2 separate regions of the Sus scrofa genome follow, and region 1 is linked to region 2. A link is a contact called in public HiChIP or PLAC-seq data. All regions are on one chromosome and are shown on one strand. The core of a region is the stretch at or near the end of the contact, and the rest is flanking DNA. Distances in the headings are between cores, read along the strand shown.

The links. HiChIP or PLAC-seq counts read pairs in DNA pulled down with a chosen protein or histone mark.
Region 1: an H3K27ac HiChIP or PLAC-seq map of alveolar macrophages shows a contact between it and region 2. The contact joins the promoter of ATXN2L here to the promoter of KIF22 in region 2. A contact is called at or near these places in 1 of 47 Hi-C or Micro-C datasets (epiblast stem cells) and 1 of 2 datasets of contacts at active chromatin or transcription factors (alveolar macrophages).

The regions. Positions count from the first base shown.
Region 1 is chr3:18,504,735-18,511,010 of Sscrofa11.1, reverse strand. ATXN2L (ataxin-2-like protein) reads right to left here and starts at 4,919. Exons shown (of 21, transcript XM_021088041.1): 1 at 4,085-4,919; 2 at 2,554-2,590; 3 at 2,282-2,338; 4 at 2,130-2,201; 5 at 1,187-1,337; 6 at 719-843. The coding sequence starts at 4,386.
Region 2 is chr3:18,019,382-18,025,471 of Sscrofa11.1, reverse strand. KIF22 (kinesin family member 22) reads right to left here and starts at 2,368. Exons shown (of 14, transcript NM_001243019.1): 1 at 2,276-2,368. The coding sequence starts at 2,330. It overlaps ZG16 (zymogen granule membrane protein 16), which reads right to left. Exons shown (of 2, transcript XM_021088371.1): 2 at 5,971-6,090. The coding sequence ends at 6,058.

The DNA of each region.
Region 1 (6,276 bases), core at 3,670-6,169, 480 kb before region 2:
TGGCAGGTGGGAACATCGACGAGGAAGGACTACTGACTGCAAATCAGCAAGAGGCCAGGAAAGAAAAAGGTCTTAAGACATAACATCCACTCTCAGGTTTCTCTCCCAGAGTAATTCTGGCCTATGTGCATGGGGATACACGTTCAAAAAGTTCAACAAGGTATCATTTCTCGTACCTGAGTGGCAAAAAAATACCATTCACTAAGGAAAGAGATTACTACCGTTTGTTCTGTGCACATATAAAACTATATGTACATGTTTATACAATAGAACAATACACAATAGGTAAAAGCAATGACTACACCCATGTACCAACACGAAAAATTCAAAACAAGCAAGAAAGAAAATTTAGATATGGTAATGTAGTGAAACTTCTAATGACGAATTTTAAAGGACTCAAGGCCCTTGTTTTGTGGGAGGGAGATGGGCCTACACAGTACTCAATCTCATCCATACCTGCCCTTATTAAGACTAGAAAAAAATCGACCTAAAGCACATGTTAATAGTTGACGGTCACAGATGGTGGAAGAACAGGTATTTTTGCTGTCTTCTGTCCCTTTCCATTGGAATCCAACTGGAATCCATAGGGAAAAGTAAAGGATGCTTCCCCTGGCCCACCCCATTCACTGTGGGTTCTAAGGATAATGTCACTGACAACCACCCACATTCTGGCAGCAGAGCGTCCCAGCTCTCAGGCTCTGGGGGAAGAAGACTGTACCATGTCAGACTCGAGGTCGTAGTCATCGCTGTTGCTGTCGCCCCCCTCCCAGCGCTGAAGCACCTTCTCTTTGTGCTCCCCATTCACCTTGGAATTCATGGCAATGGCTGAATCAGTGAACTTGTCTGTTGGAGCAGATTGAAGATCAAGAGTCAGGTGATATTTCATAGCCTTTCCTCCAACACCCCCCACACCTCCCCATCCGAGCAAAAAGTTTGTATGTGTCAAGAGTCTGGGAGGTGGTCTGCAAACAAGGCAAGGGAAGTACAAAGAACCACAACACAGGCTGGAATTCACTCCACTGTATCTTAAAACGTCAAGACACACCCTCGAGAAGAAACCCTAGCCATCTTCCTGAGAAATAAAGGAAGGGGATACAGAGGAACAGGGAGAAGATTCACCGTGTAACTGTTCTCTGCTCTTTACCCAAGAAATGGATCTGACCTAACAGTCTGGTCCAATAAATACCTTTAGTAGCATAATTGAAGTCGACATTTCGGAAGTGGACAAGCATGACATCACTTGGCTTAAACACCATGGTGTCCACAATGTCTTCCCGACGAGGGCCACCTGCTGGCTCAGATGCTTTCCGGTGCACAGCGTCTACTGCCAGTTCAAACTATAAAAGTTCCATTCACCAACACACATGAGTCAGTATCAAGAAATGTAAAGGCAAAAATAGGACTACTTTTATCTTATCCTTTTTAAACTTTCCCCCACACACCTTCTCACAGGAACTGTCTTCTCGACATCAGCCATGGAACTTATTCAGCAAAAATCTTTACAAAGTCACATTTTAAAAATTTGAGCATTTTAATATCCAAGAATACCAGCCCTCAGAGTTCCCACTGTGGCTCAGTGGTAATGAACCCAACCAATACCCATGAGGACAGGGGTTTGTCCCTGGCCTCCCTCAGTGGGTTAAGGATCCGGCGTTGCTGTGAGTTGTGGTGTAGGTGGAAGATGAGGCTCCGATCTGGCATTGCTGTGGCCAACAGCTATAGCTCAGATATGACACCTGGCCTGGGAACTTCCAAGTGCTGCAGGTGTGACCCTAAAAAGACACCACCCCCAAATTTCAAACCCTTTTTTTTTGGCCATGCCTGCAGCATCTGGAAGTTCCTGGGCCAAGGATCGAACTCTTGCCACTGCAGTGACAATGCCAGATCCTTAACTGTTAGGCCACCCGGGAACTCCTTGAACCCATGCCTTTTAATTCCATGTAGCACTATTCTGCAACAGGCACAAAGTTGGCCAACCCCACTCATTTTACATCTTCAATGAGCCTATTTCACTCTCCTCCACTTCCTCCCATGCCAACTCTAAAAAGAAACTAACTCAACACTCCCAGGTGGTCTAGTGGTTAGCATTGGCGTGCTCTCCAAAAATAAGCCAGTTTGAGTACACTGACCTTTGAGCTCAGTGTCTTGAAGATACCTTCATAGGTGGTACCATTCTTCACCTTTACATCACAAGTAGAGCCCTGAAAGAGCGGGAAAATAAGGACGAGTGCCTCCAGCAAACGGATGCATTACATTCCTAAGAGTTTAGGTACCCACTTACCACAACAGCTGTAAGGAAATGCAGCATTCTGGAATTGTTGTAGACACCCTCAAACACCTGTCAGTAACAAAGGAGAGACAAATAAAGGAACAGCCAGTCAACATCTCACCTTCCTTCTAAATGCCCACAGTCCACTAATATCCACCTTATATGTGCTGGGCCCCCTGCTATTCCCAACCAATCTGACTATTGTTGCACCTTATCTGCCCTACATCCCCATCCGTGCATCTTTTAGGTCTCTGTGCCTTGGGTGAGGGGGAGAAGGCACTCACCGGTGACTGTGGGGGTCCCTTTCCTGTGCTTTGTCCTCTATAAGAAAAGGAAACAAGGAGCTAGTTATTTCATGCTCAATCCTTTTTGTACCATTGATTTCAAAGGACCTGGTATGTTAGAACCATATATCATGTAAAGATAATCACTTAGGCTACAAACCAATTAATCAACACTACTTTCAAGATCTCACCTTCAGAGCAAGAAGGACATTAAAAGCCATTTCCTCCAATTGCCAGCAAAACAGACCTCAGTCATCAAGGGTTGTCAAAAGCCAATTCAACACAACCTTTTCACTTTCTCCAAGAGGGCCAGGGCTGCATGCTTCCAACAGACAAATGCTATAATATTTGATAACTAACAGCCCACCCCAGATGTAAAGATAGAAGCTCACAGAGTGAGTACCTAGATCAGGCATGCATTTATTACCTCCCCAACAGAAAAGACCATCATTTCCCGTAGCCTTGCGCCCTAAACCCTGGCAGGAGGGGTACTCCCTCTACAATCCACCCTCTCGATCTCTTTACTCATTCAGCCTATTACCCACTCTGGAAGGGGTCACCAATCGCCTGGTAACCCTGCTCCTCGCTGGCTGATGTAACCGTCGGTTGAAGAGGACGATCAGGGGGCCGTTGGCGGGGCTGGGGGACAGCGCAGCCGCAAAAGCTCTCCACCGGGAGGCCTCGCCCGGTCTGCGCCTGCGCACTAAAGCCCTAGGGCCTCTTCAAAATCCCCCCTCCCGCGATCACAACCCACTGCGCCTGCGTGTACCTCCACTCTCAATTCTATAAACCCACAAACAGAAGAAACACAGTGGGGTGTCCACCACTCATCCAAGAACACCCGGCGAACCCGTCCAAGCACACTCCCGGCAGCTGCCCTCTATGTTACCCGGGGCTCGAGAATGGCCGGGTCATAAGACTGAGCATCCGCGCGCACGTACGGGAAGCGCGCGCGCGCGCGCTGGAGGTTCCCGGCCCGCAGTCCTCCCAGTTTTGTCCCTCCTTCCGTCCCCCCCGCCCACTCTGCTCCATTCCTACTGGCCGGACTGGGAAGGGGGAGGTAGCAACTCGCTCCCAAGTCCCTCCCTCCCCATTGGCCAAACTGTGGGCCGCGCGCCCCCCTCCATTGGCTACGGCCAGGGACCCCTTCCCGCAGCTGACTCCCCATTGGCTGAAGCTCCGGACCGCGAGACCCTTCGTGGTAATGGAGCCGGGGACCCCTATCACCTCTTCACCCCCCCAACTCGTTCCGACGCCGCTGGCGGGATGCGCCCTGCCTGCCCTTAAGGCCCAAGCCCCGAGCAGTGACTGGTCGCTCAGAGCTGAGCGCGCACCCTCAATGTCCCGGTGGCTAGCCGCGGAGGCTTTCCTCCGACCTGTTAGAACCTGAAGGGCCCACCCCCAGCTCCACGGGATTTCCCCACTCCCCCTGGCGTCCCTCAAAGGTGGCCAGAGGCTAGAGGTCTGCCTCGCGCGGTGTACAGGTCTCGGCCACCTTGGCTCCGGCGCCCGGAAACCCACACGTTCTCACCTGGCGCTGCCGATGGCCGCTGCCCCTGGCCTCTCCTGATGTTGCTGCTGCGGCGGCGGCGGCTGTGGCGCCAAGATGCCCTCGGTTCCCCGGCGGAGTCCGCTCCCGGCAGCGGCTGCAGGCCCTAGGCAGGGGGAAGCGGCCGCGGGAGGCCCTGGGGGAGCCGAGGTGGAGGCCAGGGGCCCCGGGAGGCCGCCGTTGGGAGGGCTGGTGCCCCCAGGAGGCCGTCGGGCCACGGCCTGTTGCGTGGGGGGCGGCTGCTGGGGCTGGGAGGTCTGTTGTGGCGGCTGAGGCTTCAACATGATGGCAGCGTCCGGAAAGGGAATTAGGGGGAAGGGAGGGAGAGAGGAGGCCGGGGCTGGGGCCCCGCCGGAGAGCGCGGGAAGCGAGGTGGACTGGGAAGCTGGGGACCCGCCGTTGGCGGGCGGGGGCGAGCCCCGCGGTGTCGGGGGTGGATAGAGAAGACCGCGGCGCGAGGAAGCGCCGCGAGGCGGAAGGGGAGGGGGTCTCGCGGGCCGGAGGAAAGCGAGAGGGCGCGAGCCGGCTTGGCGCGCGTGCGCGTCGCCGGGGAAAAGGGAGGGGGAGGAGCGCCCGGGCGGGAGCTCCCGAAGGGGGAGGGGCGGGGAGGAGGGAGCGTCGGCGCGAGATGTCCGAGCGCACCGGGGCGGTTAGCTCCGGGCGACAGAGGAGGGAATAAAGAAAGGTGAATCTCGCGCCTCTAGCCTTTGGAGTGGGAGAGGAGCAGCGCGGGCGCTCACGCGCGCCAAGGATTTAGGGTCTCTAGATCTCAAGCAGCCCAGAAGACTGCCGGCCGCTGTCGCTTCACAATGAGCGTGTGAAGCGCTGGGGGAGGAGCCGAAGCAGCAGAGAGGAAGGAAGAGCCGGCCGCCCCGCCTACGCCGCCGGCGTAGCGTCGGGATGCCTCCGCAGTCTTGTGAGAAGTCACGACGTAGCGTGCAGTTCTTCCGCCATTCGGGGGCCTGTGGGCGGAGTCTTGAGTGCAAAAAAAAAAAAATCCCGAGAGTAGACCCGGGACTTCGCTGAAGCTGGTGGTAGTTTCGTGGGGAGCTACTCTCGGAGCTTATCTGATTTACATAAAAGCCTGATAGGCGTTAAAGATAGCAGTTTGGAGATAAATATCTGCCTAATTCTAAATTATATTATATGGTTTTCAATATAGTAATTTCTCCACGCCCTGGAACGGGACTCTTAAACTAGCAGCAAAGAGACTGTCTGAAGGCCAAAGTTCCTAGAGTCTAGTTCAAAATCCTCCACCCCACTCGACAAGGAAGGTAGCCTTCATTCATTCAAATTAGTTGGTCATTAGGACATTAGGCTAGGTGTTTTCGATATAACTGTAATGAAATTACTTCCTGCCCTTGTCAAGGAGTTTAAACTAGTGGTAGATTCAGACAATTAGATCTCTTAGGTGAAGCACGGGGCACTAAGAGTAGATAGGAATGACATCTAATTCAGCACTGGGTGATGGGTTTCTAGGCAGGGGGCATAGGATGTGACAAGTTAGGAAAACTTCAGCATGTCTGGAGTATGAAATTAAAGAGGGAGGAGGTTGAAAAAGGAAACTGGAAAATTAAGTAACGTGGGACCAGATATTAAGGAGACATGAGCATAATCCTCAAAGCAGTGGCCACAGCAACACCAGGCCAGAGCCACATCTGTGAGCTACAACACTGCTTGCAGCAATGCCAAGTTCTCTAACCCACTGAGTGAGGCCGGGGATTGAACCAGCATCCTCATGGATACTAGTCGGGTTTGTTAACTGCTGAGCCAAGATGGGAACTCCCACTAGTTGGATTTTTAACCTGTTGAATCACAAGAACTCCCAGATTTACATTTTTTTAATGAACTTTATTTTTTTTTTAACGGCCACACCTGCAGCATATGGGATCAAATCCTAGCCACAGCTGCAGCCTACGCCACAGCTGAGGCAACGCCATATCCTTAATCCACTGTACTGGGCCGGGGATAGAACCGGTTCAATTTTTAAAAGATTACCCTTTGCAGTGTGGAAAATAGAGTGGAGGAGTGATGAGTCTGTGGTTTCAATCCCAGATAAACTTCCAGTGTCTTTCTCTCTCTTCACTCCAGACATCAGCATTGGGACTCTTGCAGCTTTCATTTCTCCCCTAAACAGGCACACACTTCACTCAAAGTCTGCCTTGCTCTTGGGT
Region 2 (6,090 bases), core at 1,119-3,618:
GCGAGGCCAGGGATCAAACCCACAAGCCCACGTCCTCATGGATACTAATCAGGTTCATTACCACTAATCCACAGTGGGGGCTCCCTAAGCAAGATTTTAAACTCATCTATGGCTCAGTTTCTTCATCTGTAAAACAAGACAGTAACACGCACCTACAGCCAACTAATCTATGACAAAGGAGGCAAGGATAGACAATGGAGAAAGGACAGCTTGTTCAATAAGTGGTGCTGGGAAAACTGGACAGCCGCATGGAAAAGAATGAAATGAGAACACTCCCCTGACACCATACACAAAAATAAACTCCAAATGGATTAAAGACCTAGATATAAGACCAGACACTATAAAACTCTTAGAGGAAAACATAGGCCAAACACTCTCTGACGTAAAAGACAGCAACATCTTCTCAGATCCACCTCTTAGAGTATTGACAATAAAAACAAAAATAAACAAATGGGGCCCAATCAAACTTAAAAGTTTCTGCACAGCAAAGGAAACCCTAAACAAAATGAAAAGACAACCCACAGAATGGGAGAAAATCTTTGCAAGTGAATCAACTGACAAGGAATTGATCTCCAAAATTTACAAACAACTTCTGCAGCTCCATACCAAAAAACAAACAACCCCATCCAAAAATGGGCAGAAGATCTAAACAGACAGTTCTTCAGAGAAGACATACAGATGGCCGAGAAACACATGCAAAGATGTTCAACATCACTCATTATTAGAGAAATGCAAATCAAAACCACTCTGAGGTACCACCTTACACCAGCCAGAATGGCCATCCTCAAAACGTCTACAAACAATAAGTGCTGGAGAGGGTGTGGAGAAAAAGGAACCCTAGTACACTGTTGGTGGGATTGTAAATTGGTGCAACCACGGTGGAAAGCAGTATGGAGATTCCTCAGAAAACTAAACATGGAACTACCATTTGATCCAGCAATCTCACTCCTGGGCATCTATCCAGAGAAAACCACGACTCCCAAAGACACATGGACTCCGATGTTCATTGCAGCACCATTTACAATAGCCAAGACATGGAAACAACCTAAATGTCCATCGACAGAGGAGTGGATCAAGATGTGGTACATATACACAATGGAATATGACTCAGCCATTAAAAAGAATGAAATACCGGCATTTTTAGCAACATAGATGGACCTAGAAACTATCATGCTAAGTGAAGTCAGCCATACAATGAGACACCAACATCAAATGCTTTCACTGACATGTGGAATCTGAAAAAAGGACAGACTGAACTTCTTTGCAGAACAGATGCTGACGCACAGACATTGAAAAACGTATGGTCTCTGGAGGAGACAGTTTGGGGGGTGGGGGGATGTGCTTGGGCTGTGGGATGGAAATCCTGTGAAATCAGATTGTTATGATCATTATACAACTACAGATGTGATAAATTCATTTGAGTAATAAAAAAAAAGTAAAAAAAAAACCAAAAACACAAGGCAGTAACAGACCCACCTCACCGCATTGAGGAGATTAAATAATTCATCAGCATAAAGTGTTTCCAGCTGTGCCTGGCACCAAGCAAGGCTGCAACATGTGTTTGACATTCTACTAAATAGGTTTGTTTCTCCACGGGGCCTGACAAACAGTAAGAGACTCAAATATCCGTGGTACCCGCTATAATCACTAACCAGAATTCAGTCTACAAGAAGAGAGCAGAGAGCAAGATTCTGAATGTCCTAAAAGCCTTCCCAACCCTAAAAAGAGTACTGACTTCCACGGCTGGAGGGAAAGGAAACAACCCCTTCTTTCCCTTTTCGGTGATCTCAGCACATCTTATGCCAACAATTCACACCCAGCTGCAGCCTGTCTGAAACTCTTGCCTCTCTGAGGGATCTCCCCGCACCCAAACAACATGTCACACACGGGCTCTTTCCCCAAAGACGCATCCAGCTCCCTTTCTTTTGTCCTTACAGTTGGAGTAGTAGCTATTTTTCGCTCGCTTACTCATGTAATCTTCTCAGATGGGTCACTGTCCCCACTTCACAGACAAAACTAAAGCTCCCTGAGGAAAAAGGCGCTAGGCTCAAAAGTGCACCGGAACTGGGTCTCAACCCCGGTCTATTGATCCGCGCCGAGAGCAGGAAACAGTGAGAAGGCACCAGCCTGAGACTTCCACACTCCCACTTTCCCCTCCCCGCTGCCGCGCCATTCCGGCGTCTCCCGGACTACTCGCGGGGCCCGGACCCGACTGGGACGCGTCGCCCCACAAAGCTCCAGACTCTGGCACCCCGCCCTGCCCAGGCTCGAGTACCCGAGGTCGCCGCCGCCATCTCGCGTCGCCTCCGCGCCGGGAGCCCCGCGTCCATTCCACTCCCTCCTTGGGCCCGCCTCTCTGTTCGAATTTCTCACTGCCCCGCCCCCTCTCCTGGGCTCCACCAATCACGGCTACTTGCCGCCGGAAGCCCCTTCTAGTGCCTCGCCGCTATCCCGCCCTCTAGGGCTCGCCTCCGGGTTCTGCAAGAAAGTTTCCCTGGGCCGAGAACGCATGCGCGCGCATCCGCTCCCCGGCCGTTGACGTCGGGCAGGCCCTCCCGCGCAAACTCCGCTGCCGCCGGAGGCGTTTGCGACAGTGGCCGTCGGGGGTGCTGGTGAGCGTCGCCAGCCCCCGGCTCTTTTTACCTTCTGGGTTTCGAGGCGTAGATTTATCTTAGGTGTAGACATTTCGCCTCGGTTTTTTTGTTTTTTGTTTTTTGTTTTTTTCCCCTCTCAAACTGCGACTTTTGGTACGAAATCAAGCAGACGGTGTTCCGAGATAGTTAATCGATTTATCCGAAAATTTCTCTGAACTAAATACAGTTTTCGCTGTTTTCGTGGCAGAATATGGCACACTATAGGGATAAGAAAGATGCATGGGCATGGGATTATTCTAAACGACTGGTAGTGATCTTCAGTTTTACACTTTCTTGCCTCAGAATTTGATTCTCGAGCTTGGTGGGAGGGGATCCTTTTGTGGCTTTCCGGACTTGACCTCGGGGGGCCAGTCAACGGTGCTTTAACGTCTGGTCACTTATTTAGATCAGGACCCTGCTGGCTGGGTTGTGGACAGTTAGGTCCTGCTGATTCCAAAGCCACTATATGAGGTGCAGAGGCCAGGTGACATGTGTGTCCCTTTATGTCACATGCCTGAGCTGAGGATCCCAGCTGGGATGTCCCTTCCTTTGTAACAGAGCTCTAGGCGGCGGAGTGGGCGTGAAAGTCATGCTCAATCTGTTAGTCAACTTCGCCCATGTCCTACGAGTTCAGTCATCTGTAAAATAGTTCCCTATCCCTTCTGGAGCTTAACCAGGCGTGACCATCCCATCTTTGAGCTCCTGGTAAGGCCCTGGTTTAGACATTATGTCAAACTATAATAAACTAAACAAAACAAATATTGGACCACTGGTTCTAATATTTTGGGGAGGGCCTTGAAATCCCTTTACATTCTTAAAAATTGAGACCCCAAATATCTTCTGATTTTTATCAATCCACATTTACTGTGTTAGAAATAAATACAAGTTGAAAATATTTATTAATGCATTGCTCTGGTCACAGCAGTAACAATGTGGGATCCTTAACCCACTGTGGCACAAAGGAAGTCCAGAATTCAGATTTCTAGGTGTGACAGGCTTTAGAGAGCATTTGACCAAATTAAGCTTATTTTACAAAGGGGTAATTGAGGAGTTCTTGTGGCGCAGTGGTTAGCGAATCCAACTAGGAACCATGAGGTTGCCGGTTCGGTCCCTGGCCTTGCTCAGTGGGTTAAGGATCCAGCGTTGCCGTGAGCTGTGGTGTAGGTTGCAGACTCAGCTCGGATCCCATGTTGCTGTGGCTCTGGCGTAGGCTGGCGGCTAGAGTGCCGATTCGACCCCTAGCCTGGGAACCTCCATATGCCGTGGGAGCGGCAAAGGCAAAAAAAAAAAGGGGGGGGTGGGATAATTGAAATCTAAAGAGGTTAAGAGATTTGGCTGAGGTCATATACCTGAGCAGAGCTAGAACTTCAGTTTCCTAAGTCCCTGTGCAGTACACTGTCAACTCATTCTGACCTTTGACAGTGAGGTTCCCACTATTACTCAGTAATCCATTTACCTGACTGGTCAGCAAACTCCTTTACTCCCTGTCATTATCCAGAATCCCCACCTCAGCCCTCTTAGGTTTAATCAGGTGCAACAGGTAGTTCATGTGTCTCTTGGGCTAAACTATAGTATAGTATTTCATTAAACTGATCTAGGTATTGCTGTGAAGATATTTTGTAGACCTGGTGACTGTCTACAGGCCTTTGACTTTAAATAAGTGACATTATCCTGGATATTCCTTATCTAGTCAATTACAAGTCTTGAGAGCAAAACTGATACTGCATGGTATCATTTATAGGTGGAATCTAAAATAATAAAGTCTGACTTCCCTTGTGGCTCAGCAGGTTATCACTGTTGTCACTGCTGTGGCTCTGGTTACAGCTGTGGCTCTGGTTCGATCCCAGGCACAGAAACTTATGCATGCCATGGGCCCAGCCAAAACAAAACAGAAGTCAAACTGTACTAAGAGTATAGATTTTTATAACCTAATAAATTAATCTTGGTGGGGGGAGGTGCCAAACTGAGGTTTCCCTGAGGAAGAAGAAATTTCATCTGTAGACTGTAGCATCTCTTCCTGCCCAGAAGTTTCCAGATTGCTGGGCTTCCATACAGATTTCAGATTTGCCTAGCCAGGCTCCACAGCTGCATAAGCCAATTCTTTACAACAAATTTTCTTTTATATATATGTCCAGTCGCCCCAGCCAACCCCCTGTGTTCATGGCAACCCATGATGGAAATCTCCACCCTCCTTGGAATGCCTTTTTTTTTTTTTTTTTTTTGGTCTTTTTGCTATTTCTTGGGCTGCTCCTGCGGCATATGGAGATTCCCAGGCTAGGGGTCTAATCGGAGCCGTAGCCACCAGCCTACACCAGAGCCACAGCAATGCATGATCCGAGCCGCGTCTGCAACCTGCACCACAGCTCACGGCAATACCGGATCCTTAACCCACTGAGCAAAGCCAGGGATCGAACCCGCAACCTCATGGTTCCTAGTCGGATTCGTTAACCACTGCGCCAAGACGGGAACTCCCGAATGCCTTTTTTAAGGATGGGGCTGGCAGAGTAGAAGCTGTTGAGGAGATGGTGACTTCCTAAGGAAAGAACCTCGGTTCTCAAAGAGCTGAGCAAGGACCCCAGCGCTTGTGGGTAAAGGTGGGAAAGCCGCAGTAATAGGCAGAGTCCTTGGCAGGAACTTAGGCTAAACTTTGGGACTCAGGTGAGTTCTGGGAAAGAACAAAGGAAGATGGCCCAGGCCACCCACGTGCAGCCAGTGGGTTAAGGTCAGGGGAGTGAGGTGCCTTTTGGTGGCGAGGCACTGTCTCGAGGGGAAAACAAGGGCCGGAGAGTGGAACTGATGTGGTTCAAGTCATTATCCACAACTAGGCCTTCTTGGCCTCAGAACTCGAGTTTGGGTCAACACTTGAAAAGAGAACTGGGCTACAGGCCAGAATCTTACCTCCTCTTGATAAATTGTGAAGAAAAACCCAGAATTCTTTTTTTGGCTTTTTCAGGGCCAAACCCGTGGCACACATGGAGGTTCCCAGGCTAGGGGTCCAATCGGAGCTGTAGCCGCCGGCCTACACCACAGCCACGTGGGCTCTGAGCCACATCTGTGATCTGCACCACAGCTCACAGCAACAGTGGACCCTTAACCCACTGAGCAAGGCCAGGGATCGAACCCGCAACCTCATGGTTCCTAGTCAGATTCGTTTCCGATGCACCATGATGGGAGCCCCAAAACCCAGGATGTGTATACCTCTCTCCTTTATCCTCCCACTCTTCCCTGGGTTGACATCTGACCAGTAGCCAAAAAGGAGATTCACGCATCCATACGTAGAGTCCGGGGGTGGATCCCAGCTGCAGACGCCCCACCACACACCAGCTTTAGCCATGTCCATGTATTTTTCTTTATTGAGACATGTAGATGGTGGTTGGTGATCTCGGGGTTCCCACACCCCCCCCTTGCAGGGGTGCCGTGTAACTCAGCAGTTCTCGTAGTCCCTGGAGTAGGAGTC